Regions from separate parts of the Zea mays genome. Here region 2 is linked to region 1. The links are chromatin contacts, called in public Hi-C maps. All regions are on one chromosome and are shown on one strand. The core of a region is the stretch at or near the end of the contact, and the rest is flanking DNA. Distances in the headings are between cores, read along the strand shown.

Region 1 (3,151 bases), core at 353-2,852:
TTTTACATGCCGTGAGGTAGAGCGAGATGATACGCCAACTAAACATAGGATGATTTGGGACTCCGCCGATACAACCGTACGAGAACAGCAGGAAACAAATATGGTCTGTTCGTTTGGTGACACATGTCTAACCAACTAACTTTACAGCAACAGATCATCAATCTTAAAACATGTCAATCGTGATTTGTTGTTGTGTTACTTTAAAATTGGTAGGATAGGCACGTGACAGCCTGCAGTGGTGCTTCTCTTCCAGCCAGCAAAATTTTCCCCTCAAGCCTACCGCCTGCAGCATGGACTGCATGGTAGGGGCTGGGGTCGAGCAGGCCTAGGGCGTCTCCTAGCTAAATCGAGTTTAGACCCAAGTCTGTACCCTACATTACTCCTAGCTAAATCGAGTTTAGCCCCAAATCAGTAGCAGCCGGAAGCCACTGATAATCATCGTCACTATCCTTTGAGAATATCGTAAGCTATTTTCGTTCTCATTTTTATTTGCACAAATTGAAATATTATTTCCTGTGCTGTATATATAGCCAACCTCCACACAAAAAGACCACAAAGATGATGCACTCTATACCATCATGTTTCCGGTGTACTTTCAGATATGAGAAACACAAAAAGCTAGCTAAATAGATAGCATAGTATATCATTATCTATTAGTATAAGGTCATGTTTGGTTTCTTTAGTGTAGGGACTAAAGTTTAGTTAGAGGGACTAAAGTTTAGTCCCTAACATGTTTGGTTTTAGGGGCTAAAAATAGTAAGAATATACTAAATGACTTATAAGAAGACTAAAATGACATTTAACATTCTCCTGCTATTAGTACAATTGAACTAAATGAGGGGTAAATGTGGAATTAATATGATTTAGTCCATTTTAGCACATATGTGAAGGACTAAAGACTAAATCATTTTAGTCCATATTTTAGTTCTAGTGTTTGGCAAAAAAGGAACTAAATGAGACTAAAAACTAGAGACTAATCTTTAGTCTTTCTAACCAAACACCCCCTAAGCTATATAAATGATATGGAGGTTTCCTAGCTACTAGCTAGCTAGGACCATTACAAACGTCCTAAGAGCGTCTATTTCAAATAGCTAGTTGATGTGAAGCTAAGAGAAAAAAAATAAAATAGTAATTTATCATACCACTAGTATTTAGTTCCCACATATAATACACTCAGTTTTTTTGGAATACATGAAATTTTCTATCTATTTACTCATCGATATCTATTCTCGTTTTTTATATATTTTCTATCCACATAGAAAATAGAGTGAATCTAGCTAGTGAAATAACTAGCCATTGGAGACGGCCAAAAGTCTCCTCTCTTCTGCTGCTGCCAACTGGGATCCCGCCAGCTTGGATCCTCGCTACTAGTTACCAAGATGCAGCGCCACTGCAGCGTCCGATGGGCGATGGGGCATTGGCAAGTCCCAGACAGATCGCTAGTGAGATGGAGCGCCCGATGGCCGAGCAAGCAAAGCAAGCGTGGGTGGCGGTGGTCGGTGGACGAGAACGCTGAAACAGAGAGGTGCGAGGTTGAGGATGCATTGGGGCGGGCCGTGCCCTTGCGAGGTGTTTTTTGTGCGCGGTGCACCTGGCCAGGTTGGGCTGAGCCTTCAAGACCGGGAGGATACACATCTACATGGGCTCGCCCCGGGCTGCAGCCGCTCGGTCCGGGGCCCAAATCTGCCCCTGGTTTTGGTAGGATTTTATAATTGTAGCCTTGTAGGCAGCAGAAGAAGATAAAACAAAAAGCCGCACTGCACACTGAAAGAGTTCGTATAGTAAAAATTTAGGGATGCAATTGTTAAGTAACCCTAATTAGAGTTATGTAGGTAAATACCGACTTTGTTCCTAAGGGGTCTCACATCTTTATATAAGGAACCTGTACACCCATTCATATGATAGAGATCAGAAAGAAACTACAGGCTCAACCCTATATCCTGTGTCTCGTGTGTTTCCTCTGTCGTGCTTATTGGAAGGGAGACGGGTTCTCTACAGATTCTTGCGCCTCTACTGCTGACGGGAGGGAAGGGAGCGGATCTGGTGATCCGTGTAACGTAGTTCTTAACACGTTATCAGCATACTCTACCTCGACGTTGCTGCTAGATCAGATCTGCATCAACTCTTCGTCAATCCGGTAGGTCTCCGGCCTAGCCGAACTGTCCTACGCGACAGGCTTCGATTTTCCCTCTACGCAATCGAACGGTATGTTTACTGTTCTTGATCTGCTGCTGTGCACGGGCTACGATTTGTGTGCGATGAACTTGCCATCACTGTCGTGGTGCACTGCGCCTAAACTCCGGCAAGAAAACTAGTGGCGGTGTTGACCGTCCCTGCGCACAGAGCTCGCCCGCGCGTACAACAGCCACCGTTCCGCGGCGCCTGGCGCAGCTGCCCTGCAGTGGAGACAGAGTCTTGCATGCAACGTGCTTCCGCATGCGGCTCGCATGCACGCACCTAATGTGCCCAGTGCCTTAGAGCATCTCCAACAACGTGACCTATAAAAATGCCCTATAATTTGAAAATAAGTATATTTTATATAATTTAGGGCACCAACAAAACACCTCGCTCCAACAGTAAAGCCCCAAATCTAGATTATAGGGCAGCCCACTACGGTGTAGTATATTTGAGTCACTTGATAGGGTGCTCTATAGTTTTTTGAAAAAAATTTATGAAATAGGGCACTGTTGGAGTAGTTTTTCCTGTGTAGAGCCCCATATTTCAATTTAAGGCACTAGTTTGAGGCATTGTTGGAGATGCTCTTATCTCCTCGCACACCCCTCCTGCATGATCGTATTTGACTACCTACTATTACGGCACGCAAGAAGTGGTCCCATGGATCCATTTACTACACTGCTAAGACGGAACGATTGGTTGAAATAAATAAAAGCAAAATAAGTTCCATTTTATGTGGTTTCCCATATTTTATATGAATACATATCATATATATTCTATTTATTTTCTGTTGAAAATAACAAATAGAATAAAGCATTTTTATGTTATGGCTTCTACCTTAATTAATTATTTTCTGTTATAAATAACTAATAGAAAAAATGCATGCTTAAATATTGACAAAAAATATTTCTACATCCGATGTGTTATGATTATACATTAATATTGGTATTTATTTTTTTCTGCTTTATTTTCTGAA
Region 2 (3,233 bases), core at 685-3,184, 180 kb after region 1:
AAAAAGTGATGAGTGAAAAGATAATGGACTAGCTTATTACTTAAACCAAATACCCTATTTATATGAACCGGTGGCTCATGAAGGGCTATCTTGATGAAGAAATTAAGGAAGCACTCAATTGTATTGGTGATCTTAAGGCACTGGTTCCGATGGCATGCCGGCACTTCTTTACAGGCAATATTGGGATGTTGTGGGCAATGGTATTGTTCATGAAGTCAGGAATTTCTTGCTGGGTCGAGGAATGTCACTGATGGAATCAGACTGGTAGTTCTAATACCTAAAGTACCTACTCCGGAAAGGATAAAGGACCTGCGACCCATGAACCTTTGCAATGTGATCTATAAAATTGCTTCAAAGGTTCTGTCGAATTGCCTGAAATCGTTTCGTTAAACCAAATTGCTTTTGTACCAGGTAGACTTACAGACTTATCTGAGACAACATCCTGCTTGCGTATGAGATGACCCATTCTACGCAGAACAAATGAATGAACAAGGCATGGACCCATGGAACGTTCCGAAGACCAATTACTCCCCGAGGTTCAAATGGACTAGCTGATCTTATTGACCCTATATCTGGAGGGTGGGATAAAGACGTAATCCAAGGAATTTTCAGGAAAATAGATGTGAAAAATAAAACACATTAGGCGTCCCGACGCGAACTGCTAGTTGCATGGCATTTAGATAAAAAGTACTCTATTCGTTCTAATTTATAATTTATTTGACTTTATACGCCAAATTTAACTGACTTGTCTTATTAAAAAACTCTATAATTATTATTAATTGTTATTATGATATTATTTAGCATATAATATATTTTAAGTGTGGCTTTAAATTTTTCACTTTTTCGCAAAAAAAAGTTTTTAACATCAAACTTGAAAAAAAAAGACAAACGAATTATAAATTATAACGGAGTGAGTATCGTTTTTTCTATCAAAATGGTTACTCATGTTCTGAATGATTTATAAGAATGTCAAAGTCCAAGGCAAGCAGGTGAATCATCATCTAAGAATTCTCTACCACGTACCTTTATATGAAAAGAAATTTGGGATATGCACTGCACCCTCAAAGTCAAATAGTTTATTTGGCAATGGATGTAGATACAAACAAGGTGCCCAGTTTGCTGCCTACTGGATGAGGATGGTGCTCATTGTTTTCTAAAATCTAAATTTGTGAGACACCGTTAGAGAGCTCTTTTATTTTGACAACCCCAAGGATATGATCATGTCCCTTATGTCAAGGCATGAATTCTAGCGATGGCTACCGCTTCCAAGTCTATAGAGCCCTACTAACTCTAACTAAAATTTAGAAGGTAGATACTATATTGTTATTATATATTTTACGATTTATATCGTTCATCGATTTTCTAATATAATACTAAATCAATGTTTTAATATAATATTACTTCAAACTATTATATATATCTATTGTGTGTGGTTTAGTAAGATTATATTGATGTAACGGTTTAATTTAGTCTCTCCGCTCCGTCACTGGTTATGTCTACGGAGAATCAAATAACTAAACTTCTAGTTGCCTTACTTCTGTGATGTTGGTGGGATATGAGAACTAAAGCGGATGCTGGCGAAATCGTTAGAACTTGTGACCAAGCAATGTACAGGGTGAAGCATATGGCTGTCAAAACTGAAGCTTTGGTGCCCGACGGTAAAGTGAAGGTTCCAAGTACTATAATAAAGTATTGAAGCCCTCCACACTCCACAGCTTGGAAGATTGGAAATGGATGGTGCTTTTAAAGCTACTACAAACAATGCAAATCGGGTGATTGGGTTTTTGTAATTCGCAATCATAAAACGATTCCAGAGAACCGTAGCCTAGAACGATTCGTGGTCGAACTACTTGTCTAATTTGTATGAGGTTCAGTTAGCTAAAACGATTGTGGGGTGCATTCCTAGACAAACAAAATAGGCCCAAGGCCCAAAGCAAATCGCCCCATTGCAGCCTTGCAGGTGCCGGTAACTTACCTTCAGTACGCAATGCCATCTGTGCAATGTCTTGTAGGTTTTACTGTTTTAGTGGTTTACAAGTAACAGTTGAGCATGGGATCACACATATATACTAGTCATGTGTCCATACATTACTACAGTTTTATATATATATATATATATATATATATATATATATATATATATATATATATATATATATATATATATATATATATATATATATTAATAAAGCATAAAATATATGTTTTGTATTGATTAGGTGCGTGTGAATGTAGAGCCAACAACCAAGATTCAAACACTCGTTGGTACATAATTTCAACTTATTTTTTACATAAACTCTACTATTATAGTAGTAGAGAAGAGATTATATGAGTGCGGGTTGATTCTAATGGTGGCACGGATGGTCCGTGCGTGCGCTGAGTCAGTTATGGTTCCTAGTTTCTCGTGGGATTTGTTACCTAAAACCGCGGGATTAGCTAGGGAAACAGTTTGTAGCAGATCCAGACCTCACCTTTATATAGATGAAGGGCTACAGCTGATTGAACCCCCCAACAATCGATCAAATCAAGTCTATTTCTTGTTTAACTTATGCATTTAGGAGTAGTTCTAGTTTAGTCTTCCAATCCCAAATTCTCCGCTTCTCCTCGACTCTACGTCGATCAAAGGAGTCTAGGTCGGCCTACCGAGTCTAGACAACACCTAGGATCTCTCCTCCCCGACGGGATCCCTCCCGGGAGTGAGATCTAGGCGCCGACGACGACCTTCGTCGCCCCTGCGTACGTGCGGACCGTCCAGCCTGTAGGTGCGGACCGTCCGGCACGTCAGGCAAGGAACTCGAGTCCTGCGTCAGGTCGTGGACCATTCGCGCCTGTGCAGAGGGCACCGCCGCCGGTTCTCAATGCAGTGATTGGCGCCCGAAAAGGTGTCAACGCACTTTTGGCGACTCCGCTGGGGACAGGTGTTGAAAGTCTAATGGCCGATGAGCAACAGCAATATGCGGACTACATGCGTCAAGCGAAGGAGAAATTCTTTTCACAATACACGGTGGATCGCCACCAGAAAGTTGTCAAACATGGAGAGACCGACGTCGCATCTCTTCTATCTTCGCTTAAGTCCCCAACGTAAGTAAACCCGACGACATCCAATCTATTAAACAGTATGTAGATCATCATCAAAATCAAATGAAACAACATATTGGAGGGTTAGAAGACTCAATTAGAAAATTAACGCATACGTTGGAAAAGTCTGTTGCTCCTAGTTTTCCATCATACGA

Evidence for each region. Hi-C and Micro-C count contacts between places; a contact is called where the count stands out from the background.
Region 2: a contact with region 1 is called in a Hi-C map of ear, with 4 times the contacts expected there. The contact joins two enhancer-like sites. A contact is called at or near these places in 3 of 25 Hi-C or Micro-C datasets (ear, leaf and tassel).

What each region holds. Positions count from the first base shown.
Region 1 is chr2:59,702,754-59,705,904 of Zm-B73-REFERENCE-NAM-5.0, forward strand. No RefSeq gene overlaps it. Among protein-coding and RNA genes, the nearest start is that of LOC100273767, 7.9 kb to the left of the region's middle. Within about 2 kb of position 1,603, at least 17 of the 20 cell types and tissues checked have an H3K27ac peak or open chromatin away from gene starts, as enhancers often do. A contact at or near this core is called in ear and tassel, where this site is marked.
Region 2 is chr2:59,885,902-59,889,134 of Zm-B73-REFERENCE-NAM-5.0, forward strand. No RefSeq gene overlaps it. Among protein-coding and RNA genes, the nearest start is that of LOC100275911, 40 kb to the right of the region's middle. Within about 2 kb of position 1,935, at least 3 of the 20 cell types and tissues checked have an H3K27ac peak or open chromatin away from gene starts, as enhancers often do. A contact at or near this core is called in ear and tassel, where this site is marked.